6 separate regions of the Mus musculus genome follow, and all the other regions are linked to region 1. Evidence: chromatin contacts called from public Hi-C and promoter capture Hi-C data. All regions are on one chromosome and are shown on one strand. The core of a region is the stretch at or near the end of the contact, and the rest is flanking DNA. Distances in the headings are between cores, read along the strand shown.

Evidence for each region. Promoter capture Hi-C pulls out the DNA fragments that hold promoters and counts their contacts. A called contact is a pair of places that touch in the nucleus more often than the background predicts.
Region 2: a promoter capture Hi-C map of erythroid cells shows a contact between it and region 1, with 6 times the contacts expected there. The contact joins the promoter of Cdv3 here to the promoter of Dipk2a in region 1. A contact is called at or near these places in 1 of 39 promoter capture datasets (erythroid cells) and 1 of 484 Hi-C or Micro-C datasets (CD4 T cells).
Region 3: a promoter capture Hi-C map of erythroid cells shows a contact between it and region 1, with 12 times the contacts expected there. The contact joins the promoter of Msl2 here to the promoter of Dipk2a in region 1.
Region 4: a Hi-C map of uterus shows a contact between it and region 1, with 12 times the contacts expected there. The contact joins the promoter of Syncrip here to the promoter of Dipk2a in region 1.
Region 5: a contact with region 1 is called in a promoter capture Hi-C map of erythroid cells, with 19 times the contacts expected there. The contact joins the promoter of Nck1 here to the promoter of Dipk2a in region 1. A contact is called at or near these places in 2 of 39 promoter capture datasets (erythroid cells and pre-B cells).
Region 6: a contact with region 1 is called in a promoter capture Hi-C map of erythroid cells, with 17 times the contacts expected there. The contact joins the promoter of Armc8 here to the promoter of Dipk2a in region 1. A contact is called at or near these places in 1 of 39 promoter capture datasets (erythroid cells) and 1 of 484 Hi-C or Micro-C datasets (CD4 T cells).

Annotation. Positions count from the first base shown.
Region 1 is chr9:94,536,278-94,540,783 of GRCm38.p6, reverse strand. It overlaps Dipk2a (divergent protein kinase domain 2A), which reads left to right and starts at 2,703. Exons shown (of 3, transcript NM_001033145.2): 1 at 2,703-3,565. The coding sequence starts at 2,909.
Region 2 is chr9:103,363,825-103,368,330 of GRCm38.p6, reverse strand. Cdv3 (carnitine deficiency-associated gene expressed in ventricle 3) reads left to right here and starts at 2,551. Exons shown (of 5, transcript NM_175565.3): 1 at 2,551-3,277; 2 at 4,280-4,356. The coding sequence starts at 2,963.
Region 3 is chr9:101,072,634-101,077,139 of GRCm38.p6, reverse strand. It overlaps Msl2 (MSL complex subunit 2), which reads right to left and starts at 2,378. Exons shown (of 2, transcript NM_001100451.2): 1 at 1,720-2,378. The coding sequence starts at 1,861. It also overlaps the pseudogene Gm46140.
Region 4 is chr9:88,479,644-88,484,149 of GRCm38.p6, reverse strand. It overlaps Syncrip (synaptotagmin binding, cytoplasmic RNA interacting protein), which reads left to right and starts at 1,753. Exons shown (of 11, transcript NM_019666.2): 1 at 1,753-2,094; 2 at 3,385-3,544; 3 at 4,238-4,356; 4 at 4,472-4,506. The coding sequence starts at 3,397.
Region 5 is chr9:100,543,862-100,548,367 of GRCm38.p6, reverse strand. It overlaps Nck1 (non-catalytic region of tyrosine kinase adaptor protein 1), which reads left to right and starts at 2,234. Exons shown (of 4, transcript NM_010878.3): 1 at 2,234-2,373. Gm46139 (synapsin-1-like) reads right to left here. Exons shown (of 2, transcript XM_017313741.1): 2 at 1-2,911. The coding sequence ends at 2,264.
Region 6 is chr9:99,566,464-99,570,969 of GRCm38.p6, reverse strand. Armc8 (armadillo repeat containing 8) reads left to right here and starts at 2,071. Exons shown (of 22, transcript NM_028768.3): 1 at 2,071-2,368. The coding sequence starts at 2,324.

The sequences.
Region 1 (4,506 bases), core at 1,454-3,953:
TCCCCCCCACCCCCACCCCCACCCCTTTTATCAGAACCCCTCTCCAAGCTGAGGCTCTTCCTTGGCAAAGGACTAAGGCTTGGTTCTAAGCACCCACGTGGGTGCTCTCATAAAGTTCTGTAACTTCAGTTGCAGGGAGCTATGATGACTCTTCTGATCTTCCAGATCTCACGTGGTTCATATACATCCACTGACATGCATACACACACACACACACACACACACACACACACACACACACACACAGTATTAAATATTTTCAAATTAGATGACTGGTATCAAAGCACTGTGGCTTTGGACTGGTGAGATGACTCAGCAAGTTTTTGCAGCCAAGCCGTGCTATCTGAATTCCTAATAGCCATGAACCCACATTGTAGAGGGAGAAACTGGTATCTGTAAACCGTCTTCGGACCTCTACCTCAACCCCACTAACACCCTGTGTGTGTGTGTGTGTGTGAGCACACATACATAAATGAAAAAATTATTTAAACCACTGTGGTCTTTAATTGTACTAGATACATTTGTAATAATGGCAATCACACTGGAAATTACACTGTTCTTATTTAAAATAATGATCAAGAACTCTGGCTTGCAGTTTACAATCCATTAGCTAAAAGCATCCTGTGGTTTACTGGAAAGTGGAGAAAAATACATTAATACTTACTGATCTTTTCCAATCTCTGAGTTTATCTTATGTGTCTCCAAAACTTTTTTCTGTTGCAAAAGTTATTAAATTCTTGAAGACTATCTTAATATCTAGAAGTTTTAATTGCAACAACTGAGTTTGATGTGTCATGTTTCTAAATCCTCACTTCACTCTTAGGAGAGGGACTAAGGCAGAAAGGCCACCACTGACTCCCTAAATTCAGAGCTGTTAAAATATAAACTAGTTTTAAGCAAAGCAATTTGTGTTGAGTAAAATAACCTTGTTTGTTTACACTGATAAAATGCAGAAAGAATATTTTGATTTTGTTTTTAAAGTGATTCCACACATTGTCTAGCATGTAGACGGGGTGTTGAAGACAACACACAGGTTAGTAATTATTCGCTTCGTTTACAACTCTGCCTCAGCAGCACAAATGAACCATGCAGTTCTAGTCTCCAGTCGCTCCAGACACTCCAGAGGAAACTTCATTTGAGCCTTTGCTTACATAACCTTATTGTATGGATTTGGGGGATGCTTGATGAGCAAGTTAAATCAAATTTCTGCCAAAGGAAACATGGGATGCTCTTTTTCTATCAGCCAAATTTCTCAGCCATTTTGCATAAGCCTTTGAAGGCTAACATCTTAAAATTTGTATTCTGTAGTAGCCTGTAAAAATCACCACCACGTTGAAAATTTCTTCCAAAGACTGAACTCCTACATCACCAAACACAAAACGTTGACCTTACCCGTATTCTTCCAGAAGCGAGTCCTCATGCTACAATCAAATACAGAAAATTCGGGAAAGTGATTCACGATCTTGTATAGATAAGTCTCACTGTCTCAGTAGTTACTCTTTGCATACCCGTTACTACTTACTATGATTTTCCTGTTTGACCTCTAAAAATCAGCGCAGTAAAAGTATATTTAACAGCGACCAGGAATTAGCTAGCTATCCACTCGACCAACAATCACAGGAGTGCTAAAAGTTAAAGAAAAAAAAAGTATTCTAATAGAACATATTTTGAAGTTACTGCTGAAGATCCCAGACCTTCTAAAACTTAACCCCACGCGCGTTAGGCCAGGTTATTTCCGCAGTCTGCTGTTAGGAGCTGGTTAGACCGCACAGGTGCGGCACCTGACGGCCTGGCTCCCTGGGGTCATCGCCACAGCAACGCGTCCTGGCCGCAAGGCAGGCCTGGGCCCAGCCTGTGAAGCATGGGGGAACCGGGCTCCTCGGGGACCCGGCGGGCGGCGCCGGTGAGGAAGGACCTCATCCCGCCAGTGCTCACTCAGCGAAACCGTAACTCAGCCTCCGCAGATACATCGCCAGCCCTGCAGCGGCATTCCGGTCCCTAACCGCTGGCCCACTGTCTGCCCGCAGGCCCTACGGCGGCACAAAGCGCGCGACCCAGAGGTCCCGCCAGTCAAAAGAACAAGCGCGCGCCACACCATATAAGGCCCGGAGCGGGCGGCCAGGCCCCGCCCCCAGGACCTGGCCCGGCCCCACTCCAGCCCCGCCCCCAGGCTTCGGCCCCACCTCCTCCCGCTCCCAGGATGGGCCTCTCTGCTCCCGCTTGCCTCCGCCCTCTCCCTTCCAATGACCTTCCCACAAAGGCCTCCGGGGCGCCTGTGTAGCCCGACAGTCACCCCAGAGTAGCCGTTACTGAAGGTCTCCGGTGGCGGAGCTGGCGAGCTCCGCCCTCCCGGGCGCGCCCTCCACCCACCCTCTCCACCGCCTCCCCGCGAGCTCGCGCTGACGCTTCCCGGGGGCGCGCTCGCCCCGCCCCCGGCCCCGCCCCTCGCTCTCGGGCGTGCCCGCGCGTGGGGGCCCCGCCGCATCCTCTCCTCCCCTCCTCGCACCGTAGCTTCTCGAGTGTGAGGCGTCCGGGACTCCTCACTCGCCCCCGCGCGCGCTGCTCGCCCGGGACCCAGCAAGGCGCAGCTCAAGCGTCCCGGGCGGGAGTGCGCGTGCGCGCGACCGCGGCTCCCGCGCTCCCTCCTCCCCCCCCCCCTCCCCGCGCCTCTATAACTTGGCGGGCAAGGAGGCGGCGCCCGCGGAGTCGGAGGGCGGGGAGCTCGGAGGAGGGCACCGGGAGTTGTGGAGACAGCCGATCGGGAAGTCGCCGCGCTCGGCCGGCGCAGCCCGTCCTCGGGTTCCTTCGCTGCCGCCCTCCGTCTGCGCCGCGGGCCTCGGCGCCGTGGGGCGGCCCGGCGGGGTGCGCTCGCCCGCCCCGGCCCCGGCCGCTGCCGCGCGCGGGCGGGATGTGGCGCCTGGTGCCCCTGAAGCTGGGCCGCCTGTCCCGTGCACTGAAGCTGGCGGCGCTCGGCAGCCTGTTGGTGCTGATGCTGCTGCACTCGCCGTCGCTGCTCGCCTCCTGGCAGCGCAACGAGCTCGCCGACCGGCGCTTCCTGCAGCTCAATAAGTGCCCGGCGTGCTTCGGCACGAGCTGGTGCCGCCGTTTCCTCAACGGCCAGGTGGGCTTCGAGACGTGGGGCCGCCTGCGCCTGCTGGACTTCCTCAACGTGAAGAACGTGTACTTCGCGCAGTACGGCGAGCCCCGCGAGGGCGGCCGCCGGCGCGTGGTGCTCAAGCGCCTGGGTTCGCAGCGCGAGCTGGCGCAGCTCGACCAGAGCATCTGCAAGCGGGCCACCGGCCGGCCGCGCTGCGACCTGCTCCAGGCCATGCCCCGCACCGAGTTCGCGCGTCTCAACGGCGACGTGCGGCTGCTCACGCCGGAGGCGGTGGAGGGTTGGTCGGACCTGGTGCACTGCCCCTCGCAGCGCCTGCTGGACCGCCTGGTGCGCCGCTACGCGGAGACCAAGGACTCGGGCAGTTTCCTGCTGCGTAACCTCAAGGACTCCGAGCGCATGCAGCTGCTGCTCACCCTGGCCTTCAACCCCGAGCCGCTGGTGCTACAGGTAGGCGCGGGCGCGGGGCTCTTCGACGCCAGAGGGAGTGCGTCCCCAACTCTCCCAAAATGCCTCTTCGCGAGTTTCCTTCCGCCCTCCCGCTCGTCCCAGTCTGGATGCCAGTGTCAGTGCGATAGCGAGCCCTTGTACCTCTTTCCGAGGACTTGGGCACCCTGGGCACACGTCCTTTGCTGTCCCGCCTGGCTAGCCTAACTTCCCCGAGTCTGTCTTTGTTTTATTTCTTAGATCATCTCCCTGTTAGTCAATCAGCTAGTTCTGGGACCAGGTGGGAAAGATGAGATCAGAGAGTGGGGTGGTGGTAAAGTGAAGGGAGCTAATTCGTGACTCGTGCTTTGCGTGGAATTAGAAGCTAGGAAATGGGGGAAAGAGTTAGATTTGGGCTGGGAAGGCTAAAGGCCAAGACGGACTTTTGCATCCTGATGCTGTGGCCTGCCCTAGTCATATGGTAATCCGGTTAAGGAAGGAATTAAAGTGTTTTTTTTTTTTTTTTTTAGGTTGGAGCTAGGATCTAAGGAAAAGGGTTTTGGCCTCTAGCCCAACTGACTTATTTGCTTTTTCTTGACTTCATTTCGAAAATAAACGTGCCTTTTAGGAGGATAGAATGGAATCGTTTTACTGGTGGCGGCAAGAAGAAAATAGATAAGAGAAAGGAATCCGGTTTATTTTTGGAGTAATTTGTTTCAAACACCCCCCCCCCCCCCGCTAAAGTGCTGTGCCCTTGGGCAGCGATTGTCCAGTAGGTGTGTGATCTCTCTTGGCTGCAAGAAAAGTTACCAGTTCTAAACGTCAAGTGCTAGGGAAAGTGAGTTTAAATTAACCACAAGTAATTGATTGTATAGTTCACGCCCTTTCTCCGCTAAGAATGTCACTAATGGCTAGAGGGTTTGGACCTTGTTTCTGTTGTTGATTAAAGTATGAATAGGAATGTA
Region 2 (4,506 bases), core at 1,302-3,801, 8.8 Mb before region 1:
GGCGATCATGAACACACAGGTGCTTGTGTACCACACCTGCATTCACCTAGACCACCAGCAATGAGAAACAACAGCAAACCACGTTTGGCAGTGTAGGCCTAGAACCTCAACACTTTTGGAGACAGAGACAGGAGTGTTATCTATCACTCGGCCCTCCTGGGCTACACAGGAAGACCTTGTTTAAGGAAGAGAGAGAGCCAGCTGGAGAGAGGACTCGGTGATGAGAAGTACTTACCGCTCTGCCAGAGGCTTGTGTTCAGCTCCCCGCTCCCATATCAAGTGGCTCACAGTAAATCCAGGCTTAGGGGTTCAGATGTACAGTCACATCCATGTACTGATGCATGCACATAAAATAAAGATAAATACATCTTTTTGGAAAGGAGAAAAATGGGTGGGGTGTTCAACTGATAAAATAGTTGCAGGATACAGGAAACAGCTTTGTAGACAGTGGTGGGATTTAACCTCAGCAGAGGGAGGCAAAGGCAGGAAGATCTCTGAGTTCAAGGCCAGACAGGGCTACACAGGGTGACTCTATCCTAAAAACAAATGAAAGGAAACAGAAACAAAATGAGAGAGAAAGGAGAAAGAGAGAGAGAATTGGAAGTGGAGATTCAAGACCATCCTTGGCTCTGTGTTCAAGGTTAATTTAGGATACTTTAGACACTGTCTTAAAATGAGGGGGGTGGGGAGCAGGAAAGGGCAGAAAAAGAAGGAAAGAGGAAAGAAGACAAGGAAGGTAAAAAGAAAGTTTGCTAAGAGATGTTAAGCAAAGCTGGTGGCACTGGGCAGTGCTGAACTTGGACAATACCACAGGAAGATATGTGGTGTCACAAAAGGAAGTCACCTAGGAACCATCCTGGGCTGGGGGAAGAGAACAAATATGTCTGCTTATTAGCCAGGTGTGGTGGCGCACACCTTCAATTTCAGCACTTAGGAGGCCCAGGCAGGTGAATCTCTGAGTTTGAGGTCATCTCCGTCTTCAGAGCCAGTTCCAAGGCAGCCAGGACTACATAGTGAAACCTGTCTCAAAAAACAAAACAAAAGAAAGGTCTTCTTATTGTTGGCTACAGCCATAGAGCCTTCATTTATCCATCGATATGTTCAGAATGTAGGTCTTCAATAGCCACAACTAGGGAAGGACTTGTAAGGAAAGACAGGAGGGAACAGGTGTGGAAAGACATCCCTCCATTTACTAGCTGGGTCCTATCTTTCCCCCAAGGCTACAGACATAGGACTTAGCCATTTCCTCAGTGGTTGTCACAGCTTTCTCCTCTACCCTTTAGAGGAAGCAGAAGTTTAATGCATACCCAGACCACACGTCTCATAGAGAAACACACATTTGATTCTCCAAGGCCCCAAAGTCAAGTCAGGTGGAAACAAGGATATTTTTTATCCCCTTCTCTGTCCTAAGATCCAGCATAGGAGCCAAAGTTAAACTGTAGCAATCACTCAAACTCAAGTCAGAGCAGGAGCAATTCTAGGTGCAATTGTGTAACTAAAAACAAGGAAACTCCAACATCTGTATTGGGTCATTCATTCTTTAGCTGGTAGAGAGCCTCTCTAGCAAGAATGGAAACCCCTAGTATCGCTAACATAGGCACAAAAGTGCATGCCTGAATTCTCAGCACTTGGGATGGTGGAGGCTGGAAGGTCAGAAACACATTATCTTTTCTATGTATGGCGTTCAAAGCAGCCTGGGGTAGGTGAGACCCGGTCCCAAAACAAAGCAATCTCCCCCAAGCAAACAAAAAGCTTTCTGGGCTGCAGATGTTTCGGGGATCAAGTATTCACATAGTATGTGCCAATAGGGTGAAGACCCAGGAAAAGGAGGGGTTTTGTGTGTTTTCTTTTTGTGATTCTGTGGACAGACTCTGCGCTGACATGCGCCTGTCGCACGCTACCACCAAAATCACATTCCCAGCCATTCTCCATCTCACAAGAGCTAGCGTTAGAGGGTCAGATTTATTTAGCCTGACCCTGGTAGACACAGCTAGTCAAAATCAGTTCCCTTCCTTTCATGCACTGGCTTATTTAAGATCCTTCCGTAAATGGAACCACGAATACTAATCCAGCGCTCCTCATCAAAAGCATTCCATTCAGAAGAAAAGTAATAGGTGCCCGACCAGAGAGGGTGCGAGTACAGAAAAGCAGGGCAGGAGGACCAAGCTTGAACATAGCTGGCTTAACATGGTCTCTTTCCTTTTCCTGAAAGTTCAAACGCCTACCAGGCCACAGTCCTGGCGAGCAGACGCACGTGTACCCTGCGCATGCGCGCAACCAAGGCACACCCGCCCCCTCCGGCTGGTCTTCTTCAGCCAAGTCACCAACCCTCTAAATGCCCGCCCTCAAGGCAAATTCCCTGGCCAATCGGAGGCAGGAGTCACTAGGGACGTCACTCTCTTTGCCTACACCCGCTTTCTCCCCGCCCCCATACAGGGCACCGCCCCGTAGAAGGAACGGATTGTCACCTAAGCGCTCCGTCCGGGCATCTGATTGGCTCTCCCGGAAGACCCGCCCCCTTCTCATCCCGCCGCCCGCCCCCCTCGGCGCGCCCACAGCGGCGGGCGGAACCGAGCGCGCAGGCGCGGCGCTGCCTCTCTCTGCTGGTGGCCCGCCCTCCCTCCTCCCCTCCCTCCCCTCCCCGTCCCCTCTCCCCCTCCTCAGGCCCGCGCGTCTTCCTCCCGCACGCGCCGTCGTTAGCCGAGCGCTCGCCGGTGCGCGCCTTCCTTGTCCCTCAGGCAGCGGGGCGGGCGCGACCCTGCTCCACGCTCGCGGTTCCCAGCGAGGAACGTACCACCAGAGCACGGGGGGAGCCGGCCGCCCTGCCGCCCGCGCCTCGGCGACCCCGCGGGGCTGAGGCGACGCCGCACCCTGCAGCCTGAGCGCACAGCCGGCCTTGACCCAGAGCTCGGAGCCGCGAGCGCCGCGCCCTCCGCCGGCCCCACCCATCCGGACCGCGGCCATGGCCGAGACCGAGGAGCGGAGCCTGGACAACTTCTTCGCCAAGAGGGACAAGAAGAAGAAGAAGGAACGGAGCAGTCGCGCGGCCAACGCGGCGAGCGGCGCGGGCGGGAGCAGCGCGGCGGCGGGCTCCAGGCCGGGCGATGGCGGGAGCCTGGGCTCCGGTGCCAGGTCGGGCGACGGCGGGAGCTTGGGCTCCGGCTCCAGGTCGGGCGACGGCGGGAGCTCGGGCTCTGGTGCTAGGTCCGGAGACGGCGGGAGCTCGAGGTCCGGAGACGGCGGGAGCGCGGGCCCCGCCGGCAAGGCCATAACGAAGGTGAGGGTCGGGAGGCCGGCGGCCGGCCGCATGTGCCCGCCCCCGCCGGCCCGGGAGGCCACGTGACTCGGGCTTCGCACGTCGGCCCGGCGGGCGGGCGGGCTCGCGGTCCTCGGCCCCCGGGGCTCGTCTGGCCGCCCCCGTCCGCGGCCCTCTGCGCGCCGCGCCCTCTGGGCCACGGGGGTTGGGCCGGTCCCCGGGTGACGTGTGCCCGAGTCCTCGTGGTCCCGCTTGAGCCCCGCTGGGGCCGGATTTCATGTTCTTAAGGTGTTCCGAGGCTCCTCTGTGCCGCCCGGGCCAGCGTGGCTTACTCTCCCAACCACGGCCACGCAGGGCTGGGAATTGAGTTGTGGAATTTCTGTCGCCTTCTCTCCGCCGCTCAGCTCGCCCTGGGCTTGGGTTTAAGTAAAAGCGGCGGCAGAGAGGGCGTTTGGGAATTAGGCACGTCTCCGGATCTTGCAGGAACGGGCTAAACTTTACCGTCCGGCCACTAGCCCCAATTTTTGAGACAAGGTCTCACGGTGTAGCTCTGGTTGGCCTCCAGTTCACAAAGAGCCTCCGGCCTCTGTCTCTGGAGTACTGGGATTAAAGGTCTGTGTCACTGTCTGCAATTTTGTTTTTTTTTTGTTGTTGTTGTTGTTGTTGTTTTTTGTTTTTTTTAAAGATCACATTTATTTGCTTATTTGTGTGCGCGCACTCCTGTGTACGTGTGCGGAGAGGTTAGAGGCCGGGGTAAATTCTCTCTTCCCACCACGTGGGCCTGGAGAGTTAGACTCTCTGGTTCTCGGTGTTGACTGCCGCCGATTCTTAGACCGACTCAAGAATCCTGGCGACCACTGATGGAATTTTTCCGAGTCTGGAATCTGTTTACCAAGATCTCTAATTAATTAATTCGATGTTTCGCGGGTACCTTTACCAGTTTGGGGAATCCCGTTGGCCCTTGATGCCTTTTAGTCTGAAGTGGGCTTACCAAAAACTAATCAGGTGTTGTTTCTTCCATAGGATGAAAATGAGTGGAAAGAATTTGAGCAAAGAGAGGTTGATTACAGCGGATTAAGAGTTCAGGCAATGCAAATAAGGTAGGATGTGATTACACGTGGGATTAGGTAACCTTGTTAAGTAGTGCACGCGTTTACTTTTTTTTTTTTTTAAATGCCCTCTGTGTCATTAAATTAGTTGCCAACTCTAAAATCCTGTGGTTTCCCTATTTGCAGCTATGTGGATTTTTG
Region 3 (4,506 bases), core at 1,129-3,628, 6.5 Mb before region 1:
AAATGCCTTTACTAAGTACAACTGTCTACAGAATAATATGGCCATGACCTTACTGACCTGTCTGTCCCCTACTTTACCACTTCAACAAACCTACTGATCCTCCTCAAAAACAAAGGGGGAGGCATGTCAGGGAGAAGTTGGGCCACACCAGAGCCTCAAGCTTACACGCTCTGTAAGTGAACTCAGAGGCAGGGCCCTGATTTTGATGACCAGCGCCACTAAAAAATTAAAAATGAGACTGCAAGAGAGAATACCATTAAACCAAGCAAATTCTCAGTCCACTCCCCTTGGCTTTATCTAAACTGAAAGCAAACTAACAGCACCTAGCCCTAAAGCCCTCACTTCACACACCAAGACGCTGAGGCCTAAGGCAGCGGTTTAGTCATCTGCTCTGAGCGACTGCTTCCCTGTAAGTACTGTGTGTTAGTCGTCAAGGCAAGTGCTTAATCACTTGGTTGCTTAAACGCTTACGAAATTAAGTACCTAACCAGGAAAAACCCAATCTCCACCCTTTTGGCACCCCTCAGAGTCCGGCCCTGAGCTATACAAAAATGATGGATGAATCCTGAATACCATTTCTATGGCTCAGCCATTACTATCTCCACTTCAAGGGCCTCAATGTCTAAATTGTGACTGAACAGAGAGTCTGGGTTAACAAAGCCTCCAACACAGTAAGTGGAGAACATCATCAGTACTTCCTTGTTGCTCTCATTTCTATTAAACGTCTCGTTTTCTAATAGGCGGAGGACTTATACCATCTCAAGAGGGACAGAGGATAATCGTTCTGGTTTTCTGAGTGTCAAATACTATTTGTGCCCAGTTAACACGAGTCATCACCCTTTAAACACTTTCCAGTTAGACAATATTTTCACTCATCTCTTACGATTGATTAAGTATTGTAACCGACAGGGGCTAATACCCTTTGAAAAAAATCTTAAAATAATCCTCTGAAACGGGACATGGCTGTGCATGCCTGAAATACCGGCATTCAAGAGACTGAGACACTAAGACCACTAGTTCGAAGTCCGCCTAAGCTACATAGTAGGAACCTGTCTTAAATAAGCAAGTAAATAAACAATGCGACTCTGCCAGGCCACCTGACATTAAAACTACAGAAAATCTAGTCTGTAAAAAGATCTCACCAACTAAAAAGTACCATCAGCTTCATTAGGTCAGTGCTAACCTTCAAACCATCTGTTGTAGAACCTGGGGCACTGAGGTCTCTGGCTGGAGGTGCATCAAGATTATACCATCCACCCTCTGCAAAACACGAGTGCAGTGCATATTTCTTAACAATGTTTGACCACATTTAATGACAATGGTATTCAATCAGTTCCCGCAGCAGAGGTTTTAAAAAGAAGGCAGCATGCCGCTGGCATTTCAACCCCATTTAAGACATCACCGCTATACGTGTGAAGCCGTCGAAGAATTTTTTAAAATGTATTTTAAAAAAATAAAACACCAGAAAGATGTGTCAAAGCGAAATAAAACCATTTTGAACGTTAAAGCCTCCGTACAAAGGTGGCTGAAAAAGGCTCTCGGCCTTTCTGAAACGCCGGGCAAAAGTCCCTGGGCGACTTTCAAAACTAACGACCGTGTACTACTGCACAGTACCACCCCTTAAGACGAACTACCGGCCGGCCAACCGTTCACGTTACTACTGCCAAAGGAACTTTAGAAAACAAGCAGGGAAAGGGGAACAATAAAGAAGCGTCTCACCGCAAACACAGCACGAGAGGGACTGTCGGAAGTAAGGCAAGAGCCTGTTAATCTCTGTAAACGCCTTGGGGTCTCCGGGGTCGTAGTTGAGCACTAGGCGGCTCGCGGAAATGTAGAGAGCAGTAGCATTCACCGGGTTCATTGCAGACACTTCGACACCAATGGCTCCCGGTTGAAAAGAAATTCCGGATCCAAGTTTGTAAGCAGCCAGGGAACAATGGCGAATTTAAAACAATTCGGAAGAAATCTGAGCAGAACCCCTGGCCAAAGCAGCAACCAAAATCCGTGCAAGTTTGTGAAGCTGAAGCAATCCTCCCACACATGGGGGCCTCGGCGCCCCTCCTCTGTCCCTGAGACTTGCAGACCAAAGAGAGACAAGCGAAATCAGCGATCGAGTTCGTCCGACACGGCCGCGGCTGGGTGCTCCGGACGGGCTCCGGGTTCGCTCTAGCCCCGCGGCTCGGCGGGCGGCCTGCGCTCGAGCAGCATGTCCGGCCGCGGAGGCACCTCCGGGTGGAGCTGGCGCGCACGGGAGCGGGCCCGGTGGGGTCCAAGCGGTCCACACGTTTCTCTTCCGACGGCGGGGCCCTTACTCCATCGCAGCGACGTCGCGGAGGCAGCGGGACGGTGGGGACTACGGCGCAGGCGTCGGATTCCCGGGTCTAGTGCCAGCAGCCGCGGCGGCGGAGGTTGCTGTTGCTGCTGTGGCTGCTACTGCTGCTGCTGCTACTGCGGCGGGAGCGCGCCGCTGCCGTTCTCGCCATGCCGGACGCGGGGCCCACGCTGCGCCTGGCGCGGCAGGCGGGCGGGAGGGAGGCCCCCGCCCGAAAGGGAGGCCCGGGAGGAAGTGCGCGCGGGGCCCGGCGGCGGGAGGGGGCGGGGAGCAGGCCCGGCAGGCAGGCAGGCAGGCAGGCAGGCAGGCGGCGACGGCGGCGCCCCTCCGCTTCTCAGCCGCACACTTGGGGTCACCAGCGCAAGCGCCGCCCCCTCACAGCCCGGCCATCTTTTCGGCACGGCACGGACGACTCCTCCAAGCGCGACTGCCACGGTGCTGCGCCGCCGCCGCCGCCGCCGCCGCCGCCGCCTGCCTGCCCAGCCGCGGTTTAAGCGAGCTCACCCCGCCAGGCCGCCGCCGCCGCCACCCAGCGCGCACGACCAGGCCCGCTGCAGGCCCCTCCCTCGCGCCTGGCCGCCCTCACGCTTCTTCTCGCGCCGCTCTAGCTCCGTTGGGCCGGGGCTACTCCGGCCGCAGTAGATGGTGCGGCGCCTCAGGCCCGGCCGGTAACGACGACCGTTACCCCAACGGGCAAAGACACTGTCATCCCCGAGCCTCCCCCGCCGCCGTCGTCGCTAGCCCTTGTACGCATGCGCACAGCGCGCTCTCACCCCCCCTCCCCACCCCCACCCCCCGCCCTTCCTCTCCCTCCGCTTCCCTTTTCCCCTGCTTCTCCTCTAAAAGCCCCCTCCACACCCTCCCCGCGCTGCCGGCTTCACTGCGCATGCACAAACCCCCCCAACACACCCACCCCGACCCTACCGCCTTTCGCCCTTACGCGTGCGCTTTGACCGCCCACCCAGAAAACCGGATAAACACATTAGCCCGCTCACGCCAGCCCCGCCCTGCCCCGCCGCCAGCACACCCCGAGCTCACTGCGCATGTCTGGCTCGCCACTTACGGTTCCGTGCACGGAGCATGCTCGGTTTCGAGCCGGACGCGCTCTCCGCCCCTCCCCCACGTGCTCTCCAATCCGGTCTCCCAGGCGTGTGGGTTGTGGTGAATTGGGGTAGCGGGCACGGTCTCCCCTCGCGTGGGCTGCCCGCGTCGCGCCGTGGGGCGGAGGTGGGGGGAGGGTGTTCGGGGACCGGAGTTGACCCCAGTGGGAGGATGGCAGCCCAGCCCCGGCCTCGCCGGCCTCCTCCCGGAACCTAGCGCGTGGCGGGCCGTGGACTAGGCGCTGGCCCACAAGTTTGAAAGCCACTCCTCTAGGTCCCCAGCGAGCCTGCCCTTGTGCGTGGACACAGCCCGCGATGTATGCTCTGGTTCTGTAGAGTCCGAAAGTGTCTGAGTCCTTCGTTGTTCTGCATTAAAACACACACACGCACACACAAAGCTTTTGCCTTTTTTGCAGAAGGCTGAGGACACTTGGATATAAATAAAGCCTAACAGCGTGATTCTCCCCTCTCAAAATACAAACCCGTTTTTGGGTAGCACAAATAGAAACTGCTCTTCCGACATGATATTTTTTGCACATACTAACGCTGTACACGTTCACAAAGTGAAGCTTATGAGGTGTGCAAACCTTTTACATATGTGTGCTTATGGTATACCAAAATGCTAATTTTAGGGACTGGCCCATAAGTTATCAAGGAAACACAAACAATCTTACGACTTGAAGACAGATTCTGTTTTTTTGTTTTTCTTTTAGTAAAGCCTAACATACAGTACCAGTAAGAATCCAACTTCTTAATTTTATATATCAGCAGAGTAAGCTGTGGAGGATGTATTTAGTAGTCACACGTGGGAAACGATATGTATTCTAAAATTAGCTCATTTTAAAGGCTCCATCTGCCATTTTCTCTTTATGATAGCTATTTTCTAAGGTCACTTCCAAACAAAACCGTTATACAGATCTATTTTTATTCCAGGTTCCTCTTAGGTCTTCTTCCACTGCACGCAGGTTGCTCTCCTCCAAAGGAGAAACTTGAAGGATAAAAGCCCAGGACTGCTTACATCCAGGCAGGCAGCATAGATGAGTCGTCACCCTGGGAAACAGACTACTTGCAGGC
Region 4 (4,506 bases), core at 504-3,003, 6.1 Mb after region 1:
CATTGCCTCTGTGGGCACCTGCACTCACATGCTCATACTCACATGCTGACACACACATACAGATAATTAAATCTTTTAAAATATGCAAGGGGAAAAAAAGGGTCTAAAACATGAAAGGAATTTAGGTCAGAGTTGGAGAGGAGAGGTTTCAATTCGAGAATTCTTGACATTGCCTAGGGAGGGGCACTTTTCTATTCAGGGCTCATTAAATAAGAACTGTAAGTATCAAACTTTCTCCACCTTGTTTAACCTACGGTCTTTCTATTACCACTTTGGTTGTTTTTTCAATGCTATCATTATCCAGACTTTTGTGGTACTAACTATAATATCTTGCTGAATTAATTAAATACCATAGCAAGGATATGTTTGGTAGTATGGGATGTAGGCGGTGGATAGGCAAAGCCTTATTAAGCAGGTTTTGGATAGCAGTACTTCAGAAATATTTCCTACTTGATCCACCTGTCAACAGAAAAAAAGCTCAATTTTATGTGTCTAGGCACTTTGAAGAGTGTTTATCTAAGTTTCCTTGGACTACTTACTGGCTTATCATAGCATAAAGCTCATTTGGAAGAACAAGTAGCTTTCTAATTGTAGTTTTTTGTTTTTTTTTTCAAAGAGGATAATGCCATTTTTCATTACAGTCGCTCTGGATAAAATTAGTATCCATATCGCCTGAGATACAAACGCCTTTGTCTTGTCTTTCTTGTCCATAGTAAATGGTTACAAAGGAAATGTCACTTCACATAACATTTAATTGCCAAGATGCTTGAAAAGAAACACATTTCCCTCACAGTAGTCCTAATCACGCAGCTTTGTGCTGCTTCAAGTTGTTCAAAGTGTGCCAGGAGGAGCACTTAACTGCTTAAAAGGCCAGGGACAGAAACGGAATATTGCACAATCCAACACCACCGGGTCGGTTAAGCTTCCAAATCTGGCCTCCCTGTCATCCCCGAGCCGGAGGCACAGGGATTTCCTCGCAAACCCGCGGCGCCCCTCCCTCCGCCCAGGGTATTCGTGGAAGCGGAGGACGGCGCGCGCCGGGCCGCGGGATACCCCATTGTCTAGCAGCGGAAGCCGGGGCTCCCCGGGGTGACTCCCGAACTCCAGCCCCGCCACCGGGTGGCCCCGAGCTCCGCCGTTCCCCGTGCAGCTCCCCTCCCCCGCAGCCCCATTGTCTGCCTCGCCTCGCCCCGCCCCGGGGGACACGTGCGCCTGCAGCTTCTCCAGCGCCCAGGGCGCGGGGCGGCCGCGGCGGCGACAGCCCCAGCCCCGGCAGAGCGGGCAGCCAACGTCGGGCACCCTCGGAGCCCAGGCCGGCGGTGGGGCGGTGGGGGGCGGGGAGGGCGGGGTGGGGATATGCTTGTCTCCTGACAAAGAACGAGTGGGACACGCCGAGCCGGCGGCCCCGCCCGCGGAGCGAGAGGGAGTGTCCGCACAGAGGGCGGGTCTCTCATTCACTCGGCCCCTCGCTGTCGCCGCGGCGGAAGGGCGGGGTCTCTCCCCCCCCCCCGACCGGGAGTTAGGGGCGGGGCGAGAGGCGGGGCTCGCGGGCGCGCGTCCCGCGGCGTCGTCTGCGTCGTCACGTCAGCGCGGGAGAGAGAAAGAGCGACTCGGCAGGGACTGGGGACGGGGCCGAGAGAGAGCTAGCGAGGGAGGGCGTGAAGCCAGAGAGAGCCAGAGAGGAAGAAGGGCGGCCACTCGTGTGTGAGCGGCCGCGGACGGGAGTGGGGAAGCTGGGGGAGGAGGTGCAGGGAAGGAAGGACGAAGGCTGAGAGGACAGGGCGGCTAGCGGCCGGCGGAGGTGGCGAGGGGAGAAGGAGGAGCTGTCGGAGGGCAGGGGCTGAGCTGAGGGAGTGAGGGAGAGAAGCGGACGCGCCAGGGAGGGGAGGGAAGGGGGGTCACGCGGGGGCGCGCGCGCACCGGGAGCGCGCTCGGAGGCGAGTGGAACTGGATCGGGTTTGCTGCCAGCGGCGTGAGCTTCGGCCGCCATTTTACAACAGCTCCACTCGCGCCGGACACAGGGAGCAGCGAGCACGCGTTCCCCGCCAGCCGACCCGGTCGGACAGGATTCCTCGGCCCCAGCCCCGCGGGGAGGTAACGACCGCGGGCCCCCGGGTCCGGGAGGGGAGCTCCGTGACATTGTGGAGGGTGCTTGGGGGAGGGCGGCGCGGGGAGAAACCGGCTTTTCTGGAAAATGGATTCCAAGGGGGAGAGAAGAGCACGTTGGCCGGGGCTGCCGGAGAGTAGGCCGCGGCCGCGCCGCCACTTCCTCCTCTCCCCATGTGCAGCCGCGGCTGGGCTTTGTCTGCGGCGCTCCGGGAGGAGGCGCCTCGACAGCCCGATGGCCCGCGCGGAGCGCGAGCGGCGGACTTGGTGCTGTCGTGGCCGGCGGCGCGGGAGTGGGCGGAGAGGCGCGGGGTGCTGTCCCGCGACCGGCCGGCGGGCTTGGGCGGTGCTCGGCTCCCGCGGGCGTGTGCTTGGCGGCGGAACGCCCTCCCCGCGCGGGCTGTCGGCCTCGGCGCCGCAGCCACTGCACCGAGGGGTGCGGGAGGCTGGGGGTCGCGGGCGCCCGGGAGCGCCCGGGGCGGAGAGCCATGTGTCACGGCGGAGACGGCAGCGCTGGGGGGCGGGGAAAGCCCGTGGCCTGGCGCCGCGGCGGCCTCAGTGTTGAGGGGCGAGATGGTGCGGTTGCACGGTTCAGGGGGCTCGCACCGCGACTGCGGGTTGATGTTGGGAGGCGGTGATGACCGTCTTGGCCCGGTACTCGGTGGGTTTCCGTTGAAGGAAGTTGTAGGACATTTGAAGGCGCAGAGCACGTGTTTCTAATGGGTTCCTGGCGGCCGCAGTGGCGAGGCTGCCGCTCCGGGTGCGGAGTCGGGGGCGGGCTTTGGGGTGTGGGGGTGAAGGGTGGAGGAATTGGGTGGTGGGAAGGTGGCTTGTGTGAGCGCTTTGTTCTTCGCTGGCTGTTGTTACTGATCTATAAGCGGCAGGCGGGAAAAGCGCACTTTCTGGTTTACCTTGGAGAGAGACAAGCCCAGCGTTGCTTGCTTCACACACCTTATTCTCCGTTTTGGAACTGCTGCATGTGGCAGGCTGGGCCGGTCGCTGTGCTGATTGGGCTTCATTTGTAATAAGGTTTTTCTCAGTGAGTGTTAGCAGGTGAAGTCAGGGGTGGTGCTCAGGAAGAATCTAGTGAATCGGTCCTTCTGTACCCGAGCTCCAAAATCTGGCTTGTCAGGCGATAGTGATTTTAAGGTTTCTTTCAAGGGAGGTTCAGGCTGGCTGGTTGTAGTTAAGTGGTAGAGAAAGTAAAGATTGGGACTGTCATTGTCCTCTATTCTGTTTGAAGATCCTAGTTTAATTTTGCTTATTGCGTTTGAACAGATCTCTGGAAACATGGCTACAGAACATGTTAATGGAAATGGTACTGAAGAGCCCATGGATACTACTTCAGCAGTTATCCATTCAGAAAATTTTCAGACATTGCTTGATGCTGGTTTACCACAGAAAGTTGCTGAAAAACTAGATGAAATTTACGTTGCAGGTAAGAACTAACACTTGCAAAATAACATTATGAAATTTTTCTATTGGATTTCTGGCTTTGAGCTAAAATAGCAACTTTTTGTGGTTTCCAATAAACGTGGGAACTGGAGCTTTGCCTTGTTCTGATAGTTGGTTAATTTAGGTTTGAGCTTAGAGGTTAAAGTGTAGAGGGAGGGCTGAAATGGGGGAATAGACCTCCCTAGGGGAAGGCTGTCTGGCCTGATGGATAGTATATGATAGTAGCAACAGCTGCTAAATGTTGAGAGGAGCCCATGTGACTTTTTGAGGTATTTTTATAGCAGGATTCTTGTTTAATAACTTGGTAACTGTAGGCTAGTTCTTGTCTTTCTTGGTGTGGTGGTTCCTTTTTCTAGTGGTTCTTGACTTTGAGGAGAGGTTCAGTTGTTACACTTGGTGTTGTGTTGGTTGACTTTAGGATTTGTAGGCCTATATATTTACTGTAGAAATATTGCAGTGTTCAGGACTACTTGGACACAAAAACAGGATATAATACGTTGACTCCTTTCTGTGTGGTTAAGAGGACTTTAGTATGTTTTTCATTATGTAGATAAGGGGAGGGCAAGGAGGGTAGAATCATTGTCATATGTGTACCTGTATTACCCAATGCAGGACTCTGATGAAATAATTTAGAAAATTTAAAAGGTGATAACTCACTAAATTTTTTCTTCTCCAGGGCTAGTTGCACATAGTGATTTAGATGAAAGAGCTATCGAAGCTTTAAAAGAGTTCAATGAAGACGGCGCATTGGCAGTGCTTCAACAGTTTAAAGACAGTGATCTCTCTCATGTTCAGGTAATGTTAATTTCATGTCAGTGTAGAAAGAATTAAAAAAATATTTTTGATGTGTTAATTTAAATTTATTAGACATAAACTTAATGTTAAATATGAATGGTAAATGTCTTTACAGAACAAAAGTGCCTTTTTATGTGGAGTCATGAAGAC
Region 5 (4,506 bases), core at 985-3,484, 6.0 Mb before region 1:
AAAAACAACTCTTTAGTGAAACAACTCTTTCTCATTTCTTGTAGGATAAACTCTAAGGACCTCAGCTTTCCTAACACATTGCTTCAAATCTAGCCACTGTCTGCTCCATCAACATTACTATAATTGCTTAATGTCTTTAGACTTGGTAACTCCCTCCCAAGCCCTTCTTTTTGCTCAAATAGTCTTACTACACATTTCCCTCTCATTGTGGCTTAATGCCCATCTGTCCCTACATACAACTGTTGATATGGTTAGCACAGAAATAATACAGGTTGGTTTAAATCTCAATATCTGACACTGGTGTGGACTCAAGATCTGCAGTGCCTATTTTAGCACCTTCCATACAAGGTAGACTCTTTCCTATAACAGCATAACTATACTAAATCCAGAAGTTAAGTTTATTTAGTAGGGCCCACTAATGTTTACACTTCAATATCAAGTCTGTGATAACTTCTTGATAGCAGATAGGTAGGATTTTCTTCCTCCTAAACATTACTGTATGATAGGGACACTAAACTAGGTCATTCTAACTATATAAGCTGTCAATAGCTTACTGGGAAAGGTCTTAAGATATGGAGGATTCTTATTTCCTTTATTACCCCAAATATCCTCCTTTGGAGTTAATGGGGGTCAGCTGCCTGTATGTTTTTGCTTTTGAGATAGCATCTCTCTATGTAGCCTTGACTGTCCTAGGATTTGCTACATAAACCAGGGTGGCCTTGAACTTGCAGAACTTGAACCTGTCTCTGCATATATATATATATATATATATATTTGTCTTTTTGTTTTTTGAGACAGGGTTTCTCTGGGTAGCCCTGGCTGTCCTGGAACTCACACTCAATCTGTAGACCAGGCTGGCCTCGATCCACCTGCTTCTGCATGCATCACCCCCTTCTCTTCGGTATGTATGTTTTTAAATATATAATTTGCATTACTTACTTTTGATACTAACAATAGGCAGAGTATCCTTTCCCCAGTTTTATGTTCTACTTTTCTCAACTAAACTCAGGATTAAAAGGGGCTACAGGTAACTTGTATTTTACCTAGGGCAGGCCACCCATGTATTTATTAACATGCAATTAAGTTAAAAGCAGAAAACAACTTTTTAGGATTTACAGGTAGGGCTTGTAGTATAGCTAAAGGAAGGGGCTGAGATTCAGTGATTAAGAGCGCTGGTCTTCCAAGGGGCCTGAGTTTGATTCCCAGCACCCACAGGGTGGTTCAAAACCATCTGTAACTCCAGTTCCAGAAGATCCTATACCCTCATTTGACCTCCATGGGCAGCAAAATTATACACAAGTATAACACAAGTACACCAAACACTCGAACACACAAAGAATAAAAATGAATTTTTAAAAGATGAAAGGAAGCTGTATTAATTCCTCGATTGTTGAGGATGATGTGCTAGGCACGAGGTGGGCGTGGGTGAAACAGTTCTTTTAATAGACTTTGCAATCTAGGTATATGGGTGCAGCTACGCTGGAGGCAAAAACTCGTGTTTCCATAAAATTACCTAACCTAGAATGTTTCTTTTAGGTGCCACACCCACACTAAGCAACAAAGGTGATTGGGAAATAGTGAGGCAGGTTATGAGTCGCTGTAAGGCAAGTTAGGAAGGAGAGCCGATTTATTGATGCCTTCCTTGGCAGGTGGCTGGGACTGTGCCACTGCCATACTCACCCCTAGGGCAGAAGTAACTGTCCTTTTCACAGGACTGGAAGCCGGGAATGAAGGCTACCCACGCGCCAGGGCACTCGGAAGTTGCTCGCAAAGCTTATTTTGGTTGTGGTTTTCATTAACAAACATCTTACATTTTTCCCCCGAGGCTTCATTTTCTTTGTCGCTCCCTGTCCCTAAGATCTGCAGCTGGTCGGCCCTTTCAGATGCAGGCACCAGAGTAGTCTGGGTTGAACTCGGGACCGCTGTTCGACATTAATGAGCGATTTAAAATGAATGACAGGTTTTAGTAGCAGTGGGAGAGGCGGAAAGTAAGCAGCCACCGAGGAGGCTAGGGGAGAACAGGGCGGTGGGGCCCGGCGCTCCTCACCTTCTGTCCAAAGGCCGCGCAGTCTCAGCTCAGGGACCACTCAGGGCCCGCGCTTGATTGACAAGCCCGCTCGCCCAATCCCGGAGCGGCGCATTCCGCTGAAGCGTCAGGGGCGGGCGCAGGAGGCGATGGAGCCTATTAGATTGGGCGTGGAGCGGGTTTCCTGCCCGCAACGGTCCGCCCACCGGTTGCGCGCGCCCCGCCCCTCTCCGAGAGCTACGCGGCGGCGCAGCACAGGCCTCGTGCGGTAACGGCATCCGGGCAGCCGCGGTGGCGTCCCGGTGCGGTCCTCAGGTGACTGGAGCCGAGGGCTCGGCGGAGGGAAGGTGAGACGGCCTCGCTCGCGTGCGGACACACGCACAGTCCTTTCGGTCTCCCGGTCGGTCCGCTCTGCCTGCTAGTCTCTAGTCGCTTCCTCTTTCCCCGGCGAAGTTGGCCCGGGGGCGCCGTCTGCTGGCGGCGGAGCGGAGCGGAGGGGGCGGGGAGGCCGCTCGGCGGAGCTCGGGTGTCCGCGGTGCAGCCCGGTGACCCCGCGGCCTCTGGCCTGAGCTGCGAGCGCCGGTCGGGGAGGCGGGCAGGCAAGTGTGCGGCGCGCTGCCTCGGCGGTTCTCCGCAGAAAGCCCTGTCGGCGGTCTGTGTCGGTGTCCGAGGCCGGGACGGTAGGCTGGCAGGAAGGGCGCTCTCACCTCCAGCCGCCAGCCTGAGGAAGCCGAGAGGGGGGACATCCTCGGGGCGCGCCCTCCCCTCCCCCTCCCGTTCCGGAGCAGGAGAGATGTGGGTGTCCGGGGGCTGTTGAGGTGGGGTTGGTCCAGGAAAAGCAGTCCTCTGGGTTGGTTTCGTACTGTTGTCGTACGGGTTTCCGTGCTAGGTCGGTTCAGTGTTAACAGCTGGGTTGGAAGGAAGCTGGTTTTTTGTTCAGGGTTGAGGACCGTAACATGACCGGTTAACGTCGAGCCGAGCTGAAGTCACCCGAAGAAAAATACTGCCCTTAGTTAGGAAAGAATTCACAGGAGTTAGGAAAGAACGAGATGAAGAAAACTTCCTGACCCCATCTTGGGTGGGGAGCAGTGAGAATCCAGGGTTCGGCCAAAAAAACGGGTCAAGTTTTGCAAGAAGCGTTCCATTTTCAAAAGCTTTGGTAGCTTGATGATGATCAATCAGCCTTAACGGTTTCTTAAGCACCTGGAAATCAATTGTGTGCTTTCAGCCTTTAGCGACGTCACAACATGAACAGAGAAATAGTCCAAGGAGAAAGTTTTGATTGATCATTTTCAGTCTTGTTTTTAAATAGATATTCTCTTCACATCGTGATAGTTAAGTCAAAGCGTATGCGTTGGTTGATTAGTACTTTTTTTTCATCGTGGCCACATGTGGTGCTTTCTCTGGGAAAACTTCTGTAGGAATTGGCTAGAGTAACTAAAGCGTACATTGTGTTGATGTCTCCGCTGTATGTATGAGCATTATGTTTGAAAAGATTTGCCTCCCCAGCAAGCATTTTAAATTGTTTAGGTTTCCAAGCCCAACAGATCCGTGTATTAATAAGTCGACACGTTAATGTATTGCCTTATTAAACATTGAGTGATAGTTTATGCTGCTGATTTTCTAATTTGAGAACTTCGTTCTAGAGTTCAAGGCTTGTTGTGATTATTATTGTAAATAAATTCCTTCTCAGGAGAACTTGAAAAAAAATGAATTAACTCTGGCAATGTGGAAGAATGGATGCTTTCAATGCCAGAAAATCAAATGATTATTTCACTGTTAAGTAAAATTGGAGGAAACGTGAACTGAGCATTTAACAAATCCAACAGTTTGACGACAATTTGACAGGCCTGCCTGATTCTCACTTTAACCTATCAAGGAAATAGAACTTCAAAGTCTTCCCTTCACAACTGATGCCCCACGCCTCCAAGCTGTCTTTCATTAGCGATACATTAGTAGCATGCTTTCAGGAACCCAGACATAAACCTTAACATTGTACTGTTTTTTTGTAGTTGTTTTCTTTAAAAAAAAAATCTTACCTTTGTATTCTTATATATTGTTTTTCAGTTTCTGAACTACTCAGTAACTCTAACTGGATTTTCTGCCTGGAGGATCTCAAATGTGTTCTGCCTGTGCTGATCTTAAAATAATACTTTGAACATATTTTTCACTGTTTAGACACTAGTAATATCTTTCCTCTAGATTCCAGTCTTTTAAGGGTTTATTTTTATTTTATGTGTTTTGTAGTGTTTTGTACGACATGTGCTGTGGACTCTGGGGACAGAACAGAGATCCTCTGCAAGAGCTCTTAACCACTGAGCCATCTGTCCTAATACAGAAACATTCTCTGCAAACTACTAACTTTGCAAAGGAAAAGTTCGCTAAGCTTTCCTTCTTCCTTAATTTCCTTCCTCCCTTCCCCGCCCTCTCTTCTCTTTCCCTCTCCTGTCTCTTTTGCCTTCCCTCAGTTTTGGGGTGAG
Region 6 (4,506 bases), core at 822-3,321, 5.0 Mb before region 1:
TCTCTCTCTCTCTCTCTCTCTCTCTCTCTCTCTCTCTCTCTCACACACACACACACACAGACCGGGATGGGCACAGAGAGAGGCAGTCAGAAAGACAGAAAGTTAATTGCCAAAGGGAAATCCTCAACTAATAAAATGGTGGACACATGTTCCAGCCTCAAGATGGATAATCCAGCATGATGTTCTATTTATTTCTCAGAGGCCCTTGAAGAATATAGAATGATCTCAATAGCAAACTCTTATATAGATTTTGTTCCACCCCCCTCCTTTTAGATTCACCAATTATGTTCCCTGGAAGTACTTCCCAAATAACCTGCCTATACTTCTATCTTGTCCCAGGCTGAAACAAAGCAAAAAGTGGTTATTCAACAAACATTTAATACATGCCTATGGTAGGCATTAAGATAAAAAAAAAACCAAGATGATAAAATTTTTGTAGTCTCCCTGAAATGACTAGTATAAAGTTACTTTTCCCAAACCTCTATAATCAACACACACACATACACAAACACACATATATAAAGCAATATATTGTTAGAGATATTATGTTACAGGAACATACTGATGCCTGAAATTAAGGAATCATGATGCAGGCTGGGGAGATGTTTCAAAATGTAAAACCTCTTGCCACTAAATCTGATGATTTGACTCTGATCCTTGGACCTCTAAGATGAAACGAGAGAACCTGCTTCCTAAGCTGTCCTCTGGCCAGGACATGTGTGAATCCACATACACACACACACACACACACACACACAATAAATAAATAAATGAAAAATCATTTTAAAGAAAATATATGGAGTTGGGAGAGTCACCTAGTTCTTCCTCGAGGGAGGGGTTTCCTAGAAGATGTATTGCCCGAGTTTCTGGGTGAGGTATAGCTCACACATATAGAGACTATTGTACAATTGTCAATGCTTTTGTGTGCTATATACAATTACAATTTGCCTGGTTGTAGCAGGCATACTAGGACGTGATTTTAGGTGTTACATGGGTGGACAGATGAACATTTAAATGTATTTATGAATGGTAATATGTACTAGAATAAAAAAGAATACAACACATTTGATTTCACAGACTTGATTTAGGACAAGGCTAACAATCTTAAATGGGCTCAATCTGGCTTTAAATAAAATTACTGAATGAGTAATAATTCCTGTGTAAAGAGTGGGAAAGACTGTAGTTACAGAGCTTAGGATATACCGCTACAGCACCAGGGTTCTCTTAAACTTCCAGGCTTTCAGAAGTGCAACACTTTGTAAGAGACTTATAAGCAAGGGTGATAAGTGATACAATAAATGTAGACATTAAAGTACAGGAGGAAATGAGAAACAATGGGAGAGATATGCTTTTACTTAAAGAGCACTGGGAGGTGAGTGGAGTTGAGGTAACAACCTGAATTAGGGATGGCTTTACTTTCAGAATATTTTAGTAGGAAACATTCACATAGTTTAATTCTCCATCCCCCATTTGACCTAAAGGCTGGAAATAATTCTAACACACAGACAACGTAAGGCTTTCCACATTCCAGGCATTTTTGTTGTTGTTGTTGTTGTTTATTGGGCCATTTATTCTCATTAGTCCTTATTTTACAGTCGGGAGAAGTGAAATAAATATAAAGAGGCTAAGAACCTTTCCAAAATATTGGCACTAACGAAAAGCAGCTAGGATTAAATCCAGGCGTCCTGGCTGTGGAGAACCCGTTCTTACCAATATACCAGAGTAAGTGGGTCGGGCACGCAACGCTAAATAAAGCAGGTCATAGTTAACTGTTGAAGCGTGAGGCGATTTTCATTGCAGGCAGAAGACCTAGTTTTGAGACCAGTTTCTCCAGCTTTAAGAGGGAGAGAATACTGAAACTAGGGAATGGTGTAGAGTGAGATAATGAATGTGAAAGTGAACTTCAGACTCCGTAGATAGTAACTCCACCTACTAGCGGTTAGGAAAGAAAACCTGTAAACTGAAATTTAAGAGTGCGGACAGCTCGTCGAGCCAGGGTGAGGCTCCGCCCCCCACCCGCGGAAGGTGGGGCAGGCAGGCTTCTGCGCATGCGGAGGCCGCTGCCCGCGCCCACCTCTGACCCCAGCCGAGAGTAGCTGCTGTTTCTGAGAGGACGATTCGTAAGCCGGGGTCCGGCGCGGTTTCCCAATCCCTCGCCCTTCTGCCCAGCCCCTTCGGTGCTCGAGCGACGCCTGGGGCGCGGTCTGTTCTGGGCAGCTTGCCTGGGCTTTCTACAGAGGCTCCGGCTGCAGGTCACATAGGTGGCTGTCGAAAGTGCCGGCCGCGCGCCGGCGCCGGCAGCAGCCGGGTGGGAAGGCTCAAGATGGCGTGCCTGTTGGAGACCCCAATCCGCATGAGCGTCCTCTCGGTGAGTGACCCGCCCGGCGCGGGGCAACCCCGGTCCTGCCCACAGCATTACCCCGGCGCCCTGAGCCTCCCGAGCACCACCCACTGCGGTGGCCTCAGCTGGGATGCACGCGACCCGGGCCGAGTCGGAGGCGTCTCCTACTCGAGAGCTCCCACCGGTGCGGGTTCCCAGGACGGCGGCCGTTCGGCCGGCGGGGAGGTCGGGCTCCAGGCAGCCGGCCCATGGGCGCGGCTTGGGTTTGGCCGAGCCTTCTCCCGTCTTCCTCCCTGCGCTGTTGCTTCTCGGGACGGAGCTCGCTGCCTGCGAGGGTTCAGGACAGGCCTGGAACCTAGAGTCCACTTCGCTCTCCAGGGCTGTGGCTAGAAGAGGTGCGAACTCTTAAGCTGCCACAGCACAGAGCTGCCAGACCAGGGCTGTGCGTCTTCTGTCAAGTCCCTACCACCAGGGCACCTGCCAACACCGCTTGCTTCTTGGCAATGGAGGTTTTCACATCAGCTGCAACTCGCGCTATTGTGTATGGTTATTTAAACCGCTTTGCTGTGCTCTGCTGTTGAGGTCCGGGCTCCGAGACTAGAGAAACTATGTTTCTAATGTCCGGTGTTTGATTTTTCTTTAGGGAGAGCAAAACATTTTAGGAGGGACCAAAAAGTCGGAATGAAAAAGAATAGGTTCCCCCAGTATTTGAAAGAAGGGAACGTATTGATATACCTAGAAGAAATATCAGGGTTTTTTTTTTCTTAAATTAAAAAGAAACAACAAAAAGCAAAGAAGGCGACTTTCGCCTTCCGCTATAATGTCCTTTAAACAAACAAACAAAAACAAAAAACAGGACCAGGAATGAAATGAACAAGAATGAGTGTTGTTGGGAGATAACTCTGGGAGGTTTGACCACAGATTTTAGCAGTTGGACTCCAAATAGAGCCTACCAATGATTCAGTTGTTGTTGGAAGTAAAGAAATAGGCGGGCAAAGAATCATCTTTTAGACCTGTGGAGACTTACCGAGATGGCAGTTGGATTATAGATGGCTTGTCAGATTCCCTATAGTCTTGCAACTCCAACCGGTTTCTTTCCTCTTCCCTGACTCTCACACAAACACACTTTTGTGTTCAAAGGCACTAGGTACATCACTCCAGTCAGGGCTGGTTAGAGCCATGCTGGCTACCCAAAAAGACAGAAGTCACTCTACAGTGCAAAATGCAATTTTGGAAGACGGTCAACAAATCTAGCCCCAGATCCGTCTTACTAAACTGTTTACTTAAACTGCAACTGGAGAAGTACTTTCTGTCCAATTACTGATCACATTAGCTCATTATTTCACTTTATATTGTCCATGAATGTTTAGTGGGAGAATAAACCGATGACTTCTCTCTTTGCATTAAAAGGAGAAAAGAATGTATCGTAACTGCTCAGTTTCTTTCTGATTGTGCCATTTAGGTTGCACTTATCCTATAGTTCACCTGAAAAGACGTGTGCGAGTGCACATACACACACATAGGTGATCAATCCCAGACCTTTGAGCACGCTTGAAAAATGCTGTTCCAAAATATTGCTCTGGCCTCACGTGTGGTTTCTTTGCCTTTTGTATATTGTCAGCTTGTATAGTGGATATAGTTGAAAACTTCATTTGTCTCACACTCCCAATAAATGATTATGTTCTGTTTATTTCACTCGAAAACTTGTTGAAGAATATTTTCCATTTTGAGTTAGACTTTTCTTTAGCATTTGGAAGCAGAAACTAACTCTAAAGTCTTGTTTTCTAATTCTTCCACCTTAGGGCCTTGGAATAGGCAGAGCTTTAGACACATGATTTAAAATGTCTGAACTTGGTGATTTTCCCAGTTTAAAGGAAAGGTTCTAACTTTCAACCAGCTAACCAAAGCTTATATATATTTATATTTATATTTATATTTATTTATTTATATATATTTATATCAGTTATTAGTTAGAAGTTATTGGAAGTTGAGGAGATGGCTCAGTAGGTAGATCTCTTGCTTCACAGCAGGTCTTGAGTTAGGATCCCATTACCTACATAAAAAGCTGTGTGTGGCAGTGCATGTCATTGGGAGGTAGATCATGGAGGGTTTCCGGCCAGTTTGTCTAGTCAGAACAGGGAGCTTCAGGTTCAGTGAGAGACCCT